Linked DNA regions of Triticum aestivum: region 2 is linked to region 1. A link is a contact called in public Hi-C data. All regions are on one chromosome and are shown on one strand. Each heading gives the region's core, a stretch centred on a gene start, on an enhancer-like site or on the middle of the called end of the contact. The rest is flanking DNA. Distances are from core to core; before and after follow the strand shown.

Evidence for each region. Hi-C and Micro-C count contacts between places; a contact is called where the count stands out from the background.
Region 2: a contact with region 1 is called in a Hi-C map of leaf, with 5 times the contacts expected there. The contact joins the promoter of LOC123058558 here to the enhancer-like site in region 1. A contact is called at or near these places in 4 of 5 Hi-C or Micro-C datasets (leaf, root and an unstated tissue) and 1 of 1 datasets of contacts at active chromatin or transcription factors (leaf).

What each region holds. Positions count from the first base shown.
Region 1 is chr1A:479,547,068-479,553,199 of IWGSC CS RefSeq v2.1, forward strand. No RefSeq gene overlaps it. Among protein-coding and RNA genes, the nearest start is that of LOC123058540, 190 kb to the left of the region's middle. Within about 2 kb of position 4,819, at least 3 of the 8 cell types and tissues checked have an H3K27ac peak or open chromatin away from gene starts, as enhancers often do.
Region 2 is chr1A:479,867,296-479,873,468 of IWGSC CS RefSeq v2.1, forward strand. LOC123058558 (splicing factor 1) reads right to left here and starts at 4,563. Exons shown (of 5, transcript XM_044481274.1): 1 at 4,214-4,563; 2 at 3,776-4,132; 3 at 3,365-3,683; 4 at 3,140-3,247; 5 at 2,229-3,058. The coding sequence starts at 4,411. The coding sequence ends at 2,964.

The sequences.
Region 1 (6,132 bases), core at 3,569-6,068:
AACATTTGTTTTTTACAAATTAGCGTTTGTTTTCTGAAATTATGAATTTTTTTAATTTGAGAACATATTTTAAAAATTCGTGAACATCTTTCAAAAATCATGAACATCCTTTTGAAACTCCTTAAATAATTTTTGTATCAGCATACTTTTTTTAATTAATGAACATCTTTTGAAATACACAAACTTTTTTGTTTTGACGAACATATTTTAATGTAACGAAGAAAATTTTAATCAACAAATATTTTTTGAATCTATTTAATATTTTTTGAAATTCATGAACCTTTTGAATTCAGTGAAAATAATTAAAAATTCATGAATATTTTTTGAATTCATGAATATTTTATGAAATACTAATCATTCTGAAATTTGTTTGTATTTCTTAATTTATTGAATTTTTTTCAAATTCATGCACATTTTTAAATTAAGAAAGTTATATGAAATCCCAATGATTTTTTATTTTAAGATTTATGAAGAGTTACCAAAAGTTAAAATAAATAAATAAAAACATAAACAATGAAAAACAAAAACAAAGGTACTGGGAGTGAGGTGTCCCACAATGGTAGGCCCCAATTATGCGCGGAGGAGGGAGCGGGGTGCGAGTTCGCTAAGCATCCAGCACGCAGGTCGCCAAATAAGAGCTCCCTGGTCTCGGAGCGGATTCTCGAAATCACTAATTAAGGAGTACTCGTTGCAAAGAACACTTCATTTTCCCAGGTCGCGACAAGTCGCGCACATGTAGCGCGCCACTTGTCGCCACTTGAAAGTTTTCCTTTTTTCGTAGATCTGTTTATTCAAAATGTTCCATCTTTTAAACTGTGCGTCCAAATCTCGAACCGTTTTCACCATTGGATTCCTCGCGTCGAGATCTTCAAAATTAGATCCCGTGTTGATAGGTTTTGACGAACTTTTTTTTCACGAAAAAACTGGGCGAAAAAACCATGCAAAAAAACCGAACCGGGAGCACGGTTTTTCCCCCTTTCCGAATGAGGCACGTCCGTGCCTCTCGCGAAATTACACCCGTGCCTCTCATGGAAGCAAAACCGTAACTCTCGTGGAAGGAAAAAAAATAGAAAACACGTTTTTTTTTCGTTTCCGAGAGGCACGGCCGTGACTCTCATGAAAGCACAACCGTGCCTCTCGCAGAAGCAAAACCGTGACTCTCGCAAAAGAAAAAACAGAAAACACGTATTTTTTTCCCTTTCTGAGAGGCACGGCCGTGACTCTCGCGAAAGCACAACCGTGTCTCTCGCGGAAGCAAAACCGTGACTCACGTAAAAGAAAAAAAAACCAGAAAACGTGTTTTGTTTTTCCCTTTCAGAGAGGCACGGCCATGACTCTCGCGAAGGCACAACCGTGCCTCTCGCGGAAGCAAAACCATGACTCTCGCGAAAGAAAAAAAAACAGAAAATGTGTTTTTTTCCGTTTTCAAAAGGCAAGGCCGTGACTCTCGCTAAAGCACAACCATGCCTCTCACGGGAAAAAATCGTGACTTTCGTAAAAAAACGCGTTTTTTCGCGCAAATTTTTTTTGATCGAAAAGCTAAGGAAGACCGGGGAAAAACCAAAACATAAAAAACCCCAGAAAAAACCATTTAAAAAGCCGAAAACGCATGCGGAAAAATAAATAAAAAAACAAAATCCGGAGGAAGCGTCCAGAGCGCGACACATGGCGAATGGCTGAGAGCACGCCAGGTGGCGCTGATCGTTGCGAGGCTCCTGAAGAAGCGCTCGTTAACTAGTTACTCCCGCGGATCCTATTCCCCGCGTACCGAGAGCATAGCGCTCGAACATCCCACATTCGCTAACTATATTGGAAGGGGCGGCCCATTTTGGAGTTTTTTCGACCTGTTTTGGGAAGGTTCTAAAAACTCCCTGAAGTGTTTTTTCTTTGTTTTTATCTTTCATTTTTCTTTATTATGTTATTCCTTTTATTTTCTGAATTTTCTTCTTCACTTTTCCAAATTAGCAATTTTTTTGAAACCATGATCGGTTTTGAAATTTTGAACATGTTTTGAATTAGAAAACATTTTTTGCGAAATCAATAACATTTTTTATCTCCATTAGCATTTTATAATTTTTTCAAAGTTACTTCAAAATTACTAACATTTATTGAATACATGAACATTGTTTTTTCAAAATCAGGAACATTTGTGAGTCCATGAACAATTTATGATTTCCTGGACATATTCTCAAAGCTTTTAATATTTTTTGAATTCATGATTAGTTTTTGAATTCATGAACATTTTTCCAAAGTCACAAACATTTTTTTGATTTCCCAAGCATTGTTTTCAAAATTATGAACTTTTTTCTGAATACATGACCATTTTTTTCACAATCAAGAACATTAATTTGAACTTGTGAACATTTTATGATTTCCTGAACAGTATTTTAAAATTGTGAACATTTTTTGAATGCACGACCTTTTTTTTAAAACAACAGGCATTTTTTGATTTCACAAACATTGTTTTCAGAATTTTGAACATTGTTTTGAATACACATTTTTTTAAATGACTGACAATTTGAATCTGTGAACATTTTTTGATCCCCTGAACATGTTTTTTCAAAATCTTGAACTTTTTTATGTCATGAACCCTTTTGCAAATATTAACATTTTTCAAATTACTGAACATTTTTAAAATTTTGGATCTTTTCCTAAATACCACCTTTTATTTTATGTTGAAAATACAAAAGAAAAAGAAACTAAAGAAAAAAGGGTTTTGGGAACTCTTTTTGGAGGCTTGTCCCTGCTATTCAGCGCGTAGGTCAGGGAATAGGTTCTCGTGGTTTTCGGGACCTTCCTTTGAACCGGTTTTTCCTGTTGTTTTCCTTACTGTTTATTCCGGCTTTCCTTTTTTATTTTCTTCGGTTTTTCTTTATTTTCTTTTTCTATAAATTTTCAGTAATGTTTAATTTTTTTTCGTTTTTGAAAGATGATCATGATTTTAAAACCTGTCAAGTTAAAAAAAGTTCATGTTTTTATAAAATTGTTCACATTTTTTTTGGATTTTTAGAAATGGTTCACAATTCCATTAAATGTTCGAAAAATTAAACAATGTTCTTATTTTCCAAAAGAAATCCATAATATGAAAACATATTTAGAATTTCAATAAGAGATCACATTTTCCAAAATTTGGTCGCAATGTCAAAAAATATTCAGAATTACAAAGATGTTCACCTTTTCCAAAATTTGGTCGCAAATTTGTAAACCACTCGCCACAGCGAAATGCTGCGATACTGCGCACTGCAGTACCTCTTGCCACAATAGCATTGTGCATCCATGTACGTGGTCGTCGGGGTGCGTGCCACGGCCAGCAGCTCCTCTGGCTCTGGCTGTGGTGCCTACGTACGTTGTGTGTAGTAGCCACCCCGCGGCGTGCTCACCCGGATTGAGCAGACAGGTCTGCCATGGCGTGCCCGTGAGTGCCGTGCTATTGCGACCTAATCGACGAGAGCGTCCAGAGGCACGCATGCACTTGGCATGCTCACGCGCCCGTAGTGGAGTGCCGATCCCAGGTGCCAGGTTCATCTGGCTCGACGGCTAGATGTGATGTGCCTTCCAGTTTTGGGTTTCTTCCTTGCTTGATAGACTTGGACACTTGTGCAGAAGCGGACAACGGAGGGCGTTCGATGCACACGAGACTGGATCCCAAAATTAGGAGCAGAGTGCAGTCGAACCATACACGAGGCGTCGAAGTTCATGGTGCTCCATGAACGACATGGCAGATCTCGTCGGCGGGGAGGCGTTTGGAGGCGGAGATGCAACATGGATGCGCTCGGTTGGCCGCCGTCGGCCTCCCTAGTCCGTGCGCTGCTGGATCTAGCTAGTCTTGTTCGGTTTGCAAAAAAAGGCTAGTTGCAAACCCTATTCATGAAACAAAGCACCAATTGTAGAAACGTGGAGACGAAAGGGGTCGCTCTCCATCGTCTGATTAACAGTGCATCAGGCAGACAGAGAGGCGGTGGACGCTCGCATAGGATCGGTCGGCCGAAGGTAAAACGTTTCCATTAATGAAAGATGACCACAATTTTAATACCTATCAATTTTTAAAAAGTTCATGTTTTTATAAAATTGTTCATATTTTTTGGGATTTTTAGAAACTTTTAACAATTCCAATAATTTTTCAAATAAATAAAAGTTATTCTTTTTTTCCAAAAGGAATCCATCATTTTAAAAAATATTTGGAATTCCAATGAACATTCACATTTTCCCAAAATATGGTTGCAATGTCAAAAATTATTAAGATTTTTTTTAAAAAAAACGCCTTTCCCAAAATTCGGTCGCAAATTTGTAAACCTTTCGCCACAGCGAAACGCTGCAATACCGCGCACTGCAGTGTCCCCTGCGACAGTAGCATTGTTCGCGTCAATGTACGTGTCCGCTGGGGTGCGTGCCGCGGCCAGCAGCTCCTCTGGCTCCGTGACGTGGCGCCTACGTACGATGTGTGTAGCAGCCATGGTGTGCCCGTGAGTGCGGTGCGGTGGCGATCTAATCGACGAGAGCGTCCAGAGGCACGCATGCGCTTGGCATGCTCGCGATCCCGGGTGCCTTGCTCATCTGGCTCAATGGTTAGATTTGGTGTGGCTTTCAGTTTTGGGTTTCTTACTGGCTCGATAGACTTGGGCACTTATGCAGAAGCGGCCAACGGAGGGCGTTCGATGCCCACGAGACGGAACCCCAAAATTAGGAGCAGAGTGCAGTCGAGCCAGACAAGCGTAAACTGCCATCCAGAGTGGGCCTTTCGAGTAGAAGTAGTGGCTGCCAGAAATCGGCCGATTCCCGGCAGGCCTGGGTTCGCGCGTCGTCGCCATCCCAGCCAGCCCTAAAACAAGCACGCCGGAGCTGGACCGCAGGACCCTCCAGCGCCGTCCAACGCACAGCAGGATGGATCTGGCATGCCGCCTGCACCCCGACGCCGACGCGCCGTCCCTTGGACGTGAAGCCACGCACCACGCCAACGGAAACCAGCACCCGCCAGCCACTCATCACCGAAAGCGACGCCGAAATCAGCGAGGAATTGCATGCAATGCAAGCGCCGGCCGATGGAAATCGATCGATCGATCGAGATAGCCGAGGCGTGAAGCAGAAGCGTTCCTGTCCTCCCGTGCACTCACGCACGCCAGCGCGATCGAGGCGGGACATGCGAGGCGCGTGGTTTCTTAAAGCCGGACGTGCCGTCGGCGCGCCAACCTCCGCGTGCTTTGTACTCTAGCTCGATGCATCCATCGATCCATCGATCGGGGGCCCCGGCGGCACCGCCGTCTCTTCTGTTGAGTGCGGCAAGGGGGTTTGGTTTTGGATCCGCTCGCGCGGGTTGGCGGTGAGGGAGGGAGGGAGTTTTTATCATTTTATGCGTCTTGTTCCATTCGCACGTCAGGCCGCGTGCGTGCGCACATTACTGGAGTGGACCCCGTCTTCTATTGTGATCCGTCGGTGCTCCTTGGCCCGTCCGTGTACTCTGCATTCAGCAACAGCCAACTTGCAGCGTGATCTTGCTGGCATGCGTAGTGTTTTTTGGCTATAGCAAACTGCGCCGTCTCAGCTTTCAACGCCCGAGACCATAGTGTCGGCGCCGGCTTTCCGCCATGTATTGCAACAGCAGTCCAACTACAGCGCTTCAATTAACAACACGGGGAAATGCACGCAACACTGCTGCAGGTTTGACCTCACAGAGTTGCACCCTGCCGGCCTGTCAACCACCATTCAGAAAAAAAAAAACTTACAGGTGAAAACTCACACAAGTACCACGCCTATGTACCGCTAGTACTTTGTTACCATATCCTACTGCTAACAGTGGTACTAGTAGTAGTACCGTCTAATTATAGCACTAGTACTTTGCTAAAAGTAAATCACCATCCGAGGTATAAATAAATCACCGGGTACGCATAGCTGTCCCCTTAAACAACATGTCGTATTGTGCTGATACGCACTCCAAACACAAACAGATGAGCAGCAAAATAATCACCCCCTATTCCCATCTTGCTCTAGGTTTTCTTCCCGGTCACCACACGCAACAGGTATCCTGCAGACAGAGGGTCCTCGAGTGAAAGGCAGCAGTTCGTCGATCTCTCTCTGCTGGGTCGCGCGGCACAGCTAGATATCTCGGTCCCCCAGGCTTGCGGTCTTTGAGAAGAA
Region 2 (6,173 bases), core at 3,313-5,812, 320 kb after region 1:
TAATCCGAGACTCCCTCACCTGCGACATCCAGGGCACGGAGATGTTGTACCGGCGAGGTAATCAGGGCCGACGTAGCATCCAAAGCGGGGAGCTTCTGCATCGACGAATTGGGCGCCGACAGGATGGCGGCGGCATGGCGACAAGTGGGCGTCATCGGTGTGGCGGGACGGCGTTGTGACATCAGCGGCGAATGGGCGTCGGCATGGAGGCGATCGGGCGTCGTAGCGGTGGATGGGTTGCGGAAGGATCCCTATGGATTTTTTTTTTTTGGCTTAGTGGTGCTAAGGACTGTTAGTTGGTGCTGAGGACTGAACTCTGGCTTTACTCTAGGAGCAAAGGGCTGGTTCTGATGTCGTTTGTAAGTTGTGTGAAAAAGTATCTTCGGGATTGGCATGTTCTGCAGTTCTTACATTTTTGTAGTAGAAGCTGTGGTGGATACATTGATGTCTATCTTTTTTGTATTGTTTGTTTCATGATAGTAGTATGTAAAATTCAGAGCCTTGCTCTTGTATTACAATACAAAAGAAGGAATAATGTCAGGTATGGGCACATGGCAACTCTTACGTTTTTTATGGTAAGTTTAGTGATGTGAGGATGAAAATTTTAGTAGACAAGCATGGTAATTACGTGCTTCAGATTATTTTCAACAGAAAATTGCCCTGTGTTTCAACTAACTTTCGATCCTTACATCTAGAATCGTCATCTAAAATGTTGGATTTGCCATATGCTCGTACCTAACAACAGGCAGTACTTATCATTTCCGGAAAGGAATACTTTCACAAGGTTGGCATCGGCCGTTTAAATCTGCCAACAACTCTGCTAAAAGTTGACTTCAGCGGTTGCAAATCTATCAACAGCTCTGCTAAAAAAGTCAATCATAAAGAAAATGTCGATCTTGTATAACTACTCAATGGCGGACAGGAAGTTGATTATACTACTAAGCAAGTTGAACCGGACTAAAATGGACATCATAGTTGTAGGGCCACTGGTGCAGTAGCACTGGTGCGGTACTTAGCAATGGTCGTCGTGCAGCTAACCTCAAAGCGGTAGCGGCCGAGGAGTCGAGTAAGTTGCAGTCCACCCACAACGCAGCTCCCGTCCCGTGCGTGCATCAAACGTGAGAACAAACCCGAGGAGATCCGAGATGCGCCGGTGGTGGTGGCCCTCGCCGCACTTCACACCGACCCATCGTCCTCCTCCCTCCCCACCGCAACGTGACGACCCACATGGCCGCAACCACCTTTCGAGCGATCACGACGCCCCAACTCCACCGTCGCAACCCCACTCCCCCTCTATATTTTTCGGCACAGGCCACGCACCACCCCCAAAACACACCGTCGTCAAGCCGGAGTCACGGCAGCGGCGAGCAGAAAACCTTTGGGTTGGGTACCGTGCGGTTCACCCTGCCAGGAAAAAGGGACAGGATCATGGTAACAGGGCCCGAGGCGATGGCTCCTTTTCGGGCTCCCGCCGGCGGAACCCGAGGAGGCCGCTTTCTCTTGGAAACACGCCTTTTTCTCCGGCGACCGATGGACGCGCGAGCCGACCGATGGCAGCCTTCGAATTTAAAAACCGCGGCGCAGCACCGCACAGTACACACCCGAAGCGTCGCCGCGAGAAAAGAAGCCAGAGCTTTGACCGGACGGGGGCCGCATGCGACCAAACCACCGCTCACCTGGCCGCGAGATGCGCTACATGCAGATCAACACGCAGCAATGTTCACCAGCGGTGGGCTTTTTTTTAAATAACTTTTTTCGCGAATACGCAAGCCGCGTAATCCCACTCTCCTTTTTTTAAATAACTCGGTGGGCTTTTTGTATCACGGTGCATTTTAAGGTCCGGATGCGTCTGAGGGCCATTAATGGCAGTGAGAGCTCAGTGTGATGGGGGGCGGGCCGGCGCCGGAGCCACCCGTTCCAGCGATGCCCACGCTGGATAGACCGGCCGTCCGTCCGAGCAAGCCAGCCAAAGATTAGGAGAGGAGGCCAGAGGCGTCGTTTTCAGACGGGGGCGCGGAGATGCAGATCCCGTGCCCCACCACCGTCGCAGATTCTCAGGCGGTTGGGCGCGCGCACCGGACAAAACTGTTCTTCTCACATGCTGTCACGTACCACGCCACAGCCGCGGAAGCACAGCGCACACATGACACCCCGATTAAGATAAACCCTGGTGCTCCTCAGATGCACACAAGCGGAGAAACACCCTGATTAAGACATGACACGCATCATTACCAAATAAATGAGACCGCCATGCGCTTCCATTCATTCCGAGGAACAAGTACAATTCTATTATTATTTCTATTATTATCATAAAGCCGAGCCTAACTTTGCGGCTGTTGCCGCTAAAGCAACGAATGAAATGAAATACTTAGTACTACAACTAACTATTACAACAAAAATCAAGAAAATCCTTCCTTTATTTCTCGTCACACACAACGAACGAGCGCCCTTATTCATGGAGCCCACGGCAAAGCTTCAGGCGCAAGCGAAAGGCTGCAGAAGGGGTGGGGAACAGAGAGGGAAACCTTAGCTGGATGTGCGCTGGGGCTCCTTGGCAAAGCGGCAAAGAAAGCCAGCCATGGACGGAGACGGGGAGATAACATGGGCCTTTTATTTCTGCTCCTTCAAGATTAGCCTCATTTCACTCCAACATTATCATCTCGCCTGCTACAAACCGCTAACACATCTCTCTCGCCTCCGAAAGAGCCCCACTTATTGCTTCTAACAAACCAACTAACATGGATTTCTTGCTTGCTCATCCATCTCCACCGCTTTACCATCGACGGCGCCCCAAAACCAATGTGTCACCAATCCAAAATACACACCTGCTAAAACTGACGCTACTACTACTACTTCTATTACTAGTGCTACTACAACCTAATACAGATTACTGCTGGTACTAATTTTTATTTTTGAGATTAAATGGAGCCAAGAACAGGGATTGTTCCGGTGGGAGACTGGGTTCAGGAACTGTGGCAGAGCGCCGGCGGCGCCGGGCTCTCCGCGGCCCGCATCTTCTGGCTTGCGAGCATGGCGTTGCTCCGACTGATCAAGGCCTCTGCGCAGGAACAGAGCTCGCTGTCAGATTAACTTGCCGTTACCAGATAACGCCGTATTTAGTTCGGTTTGAGATGCTTACCATGGTCAAGAACGATGCCGCCGGCGTAGCGAGGCTGGGCGGCGAGGTCGTCGAGGTTCAGATTCAGAGCGTGCACGACACGGGCGGGGACAAGAACCGTCGAGCAGCCTGCAATGACGCGAAAGACACCAAAGGGGAAGAATATTTAGCCACCAACGACGAACGCCAGCCGGGGTAATCAACAACCAGAACGGCCAAAAGAGGTGTTACGAGTGGTACACGCACCAGACTTCTTCCTGGGCTCGGCGGGGGCGCCGGCCGGGCGCGGGAGGAAGACGCCGGTGCCGTTGCGCTCGCGCTTGGCGCCGGGCGGCGTCAGGAACACGGCCCGCATGCCGGCGGCGGCGGGATGGGTGGGGTGGGGTGCAGGCGCGTGCTGCAGCTGCGTCTTCAGCAGCGGCGGGAACGACGCCGGGCTCAGGTCAATCGGAGCGGCGCCGGCCCTCTTGGCTGCCGCGTTACGACGCACGCCCCATGCAGCGGCCGCGGCCAGCTGCCGGTCCCTCTGCTGCTTGAAGAGCTGCTGCTGTTTGAGGAGATGAAACTGCACAACACAGACACAAACACAGATGTTAAAGAAGAAGAAATCTTCAGGTAGGAGACGCAGACAAGAGCGCCATGCGACTGAGAACTCACCCTGGCAGCCTGTATCTGGCGCTGCGTGATGAGGTGCGCGAACGGGTGGTAGTACACGCCGCCCGCGGCCGTGCCGGCTGGCGCAGGCACGTGAGGCGGCGGCGGAGGAGGCGAGGCCTTCCGCGCAGGCGGCAGAAAGCCACCGCGGCCGTGTAAACCGTAGGGGTTGCCCGGCGCCGGGATGCTGTTGACCTGCCCGGCCGCCTCGTAGAGGACGTCCCACGGGTCGGGCGGCTGCTGCTCCAGCGGGGACGACGGCGGCGAGTTGCCCTGGGAGGCGCCGCTGTTGGGGCTCTCCTGGCCGGACTTGGGCAGCCCGCACAGCGTCGACTTGGGCGACCCCGCAGTCACCTCCTCCTGCCAAACAATCAAGCGAACAATCAGGAACCGGCGCAGGTACTACGCATAACGAGCCACGCAAAGGAGCAAGAATCCAACCTTGGCAGGCGTGACGGCAAGTTTGTCGCCGCCGAGGAGGCCGGCGAGGCGGCGCGAGAGGCCGGCCAAGCTGTCCTCCTCATCGCTCTCGCTCCGCGCGGCCACCGCGGCCTTCTCCTCCTCGGAGAAGAAGTCGTCATCCAAGAACTCGTCGGGGAGCAGGAACTCCTCGCCGCCGTCGGACCACTCCACCGCCATTCGCTCCACCTTGAAGAATCGTCGTCCGGGCCGGCCGTCTAATGGAAGGCAGGGGAGTGCTGTGCTTATCAGCGGAAAGAGGTGGGACGGAGGAGGGGAGGGGAGGGGAATGTCGATGGGTTTGAGCTGGGGGTGCAAATGCTGCTCACCCTCTCTCTCCGTTGGGTTTATAAAAGAGAGGCCAGCGGCGAGGTTTGTGGGGAAATAATAATTATTTTCCCTCATTAAGGAGGTCTCTTTTCTTTTTTAACCTGCCGTGCATGCATTTGTGAGTGGAGTGAGCTGTGCCTGTGACGGTGCGTGTGAACCGTAGTACTAGCCCGGTAGGCTCATTTCTGAAGTATATTCCGATTTTTTCTTCAGAATGCATTGTGCTTCGAACTTTTTTTGTTACACACTTCTTTTTAGATTATATACAAACTGTGCTCCGATTTATTGTTATTATTGCATTTATTATGTGCGCCATGTCAATGGCATTCCACCCACTCACCAGGTTCTTAAACGGTAGCTGAACCCACTCTACAACCAAAATCAGAATAGCGGGGAAGGCAAATTTTCTTTCTGTCTTCGTTAGGCACTGACCTAAACCTAAACCAGAGTGCAGTGGAGCTCCTGCCGGCCGGCCAGTGCCGCAACCCGCAAGTGCAACTGCTCTGGCTCAGCCGAGGTCGGTTTTCAGGTCAATAAATTGGGCGAGTTGGCGGGAGTAAAGAAGCGGCGGGAGTTTTTGCGATGCGGTCACGAGAATTGCATCCTCTCGAGATATCTCTAGCTGGGCTTTGGGAATTTAAGTTGTGTTCTTTGTACTGCTACAGCGCATTAAAGTCGCGGGCGCTTTAAAGGCGGGTGTGCTGTGGTGTGGTGCGGTATACGGAGTGGAAAAAGGGAAAGGGCGTGGGTTGATGGCGTGATGTCGGGTACGGGCGCGAGTAGAAAACTATAGGAAAATGCCGAGCTGCACCCGGTAACCTGCCGCTGTAAAGTGAAGTGGGCGGCCGATGCGACCCGGTGGACGGTACTGTAGTACGTACTTGCGCGAGACGGACAGGCGTACTGTACTGGCCGTCGTGGTACTGGCCCGGCGGTTCATGGCGGCGCCGCAATGGGCGTGACCCGGTAACCCGACCCGGTGCGGCGGTCGGCCGGCGACCAGTGCCCATCCGCCGCTTGGTGGCCTAATTCTTTTTTCTCTTTCACATATAAACAAAAAAATGCTACATACTCCCTTATTAATTAATATGAATTAGAGAGAGGACTGATTTTTTAAAAGAAAAATGCTACTCCTATATACTCAGAGTTCACTCTTTTGACAGCTCTGGATAAGAAGGACAGAGGCAAACAGGAAACTGTAGTAAGTATTGTAGCCGTACGATGTGCAGCGCCGGCCAGTTGCCTGGGCCGGCCCCCACCTGTCATCGGCCTGGAGGGGCCACCGGAGCGGGGCTCTCGGAATCCTGTGAATCTCTGCGGACCGGACGCCGGAGATCCCCGCACCGCAACGAGCTGCCGTGGGCCCCGCCACAGCCGCATCGCTCTCCCCCGCGGCCCACCTTGGTCTCGCTCTCCTCTGCCGCTTCCTTGGGCCCACCCAACCGCTGCTACCGACGGGGCGGGCCCTGCCAGGGCCCTCGAGCCTCGCGGACGCCAGCCAGGACTTATCATCTCCAGTTCATTTTCCGTTGTCTCAAAAAAAAATCTCCAGTTCATTTTCCTCTCGTTCTTTTTTGGCGGGGAAATTTCCCTCTCAATTTACTCAAACTCA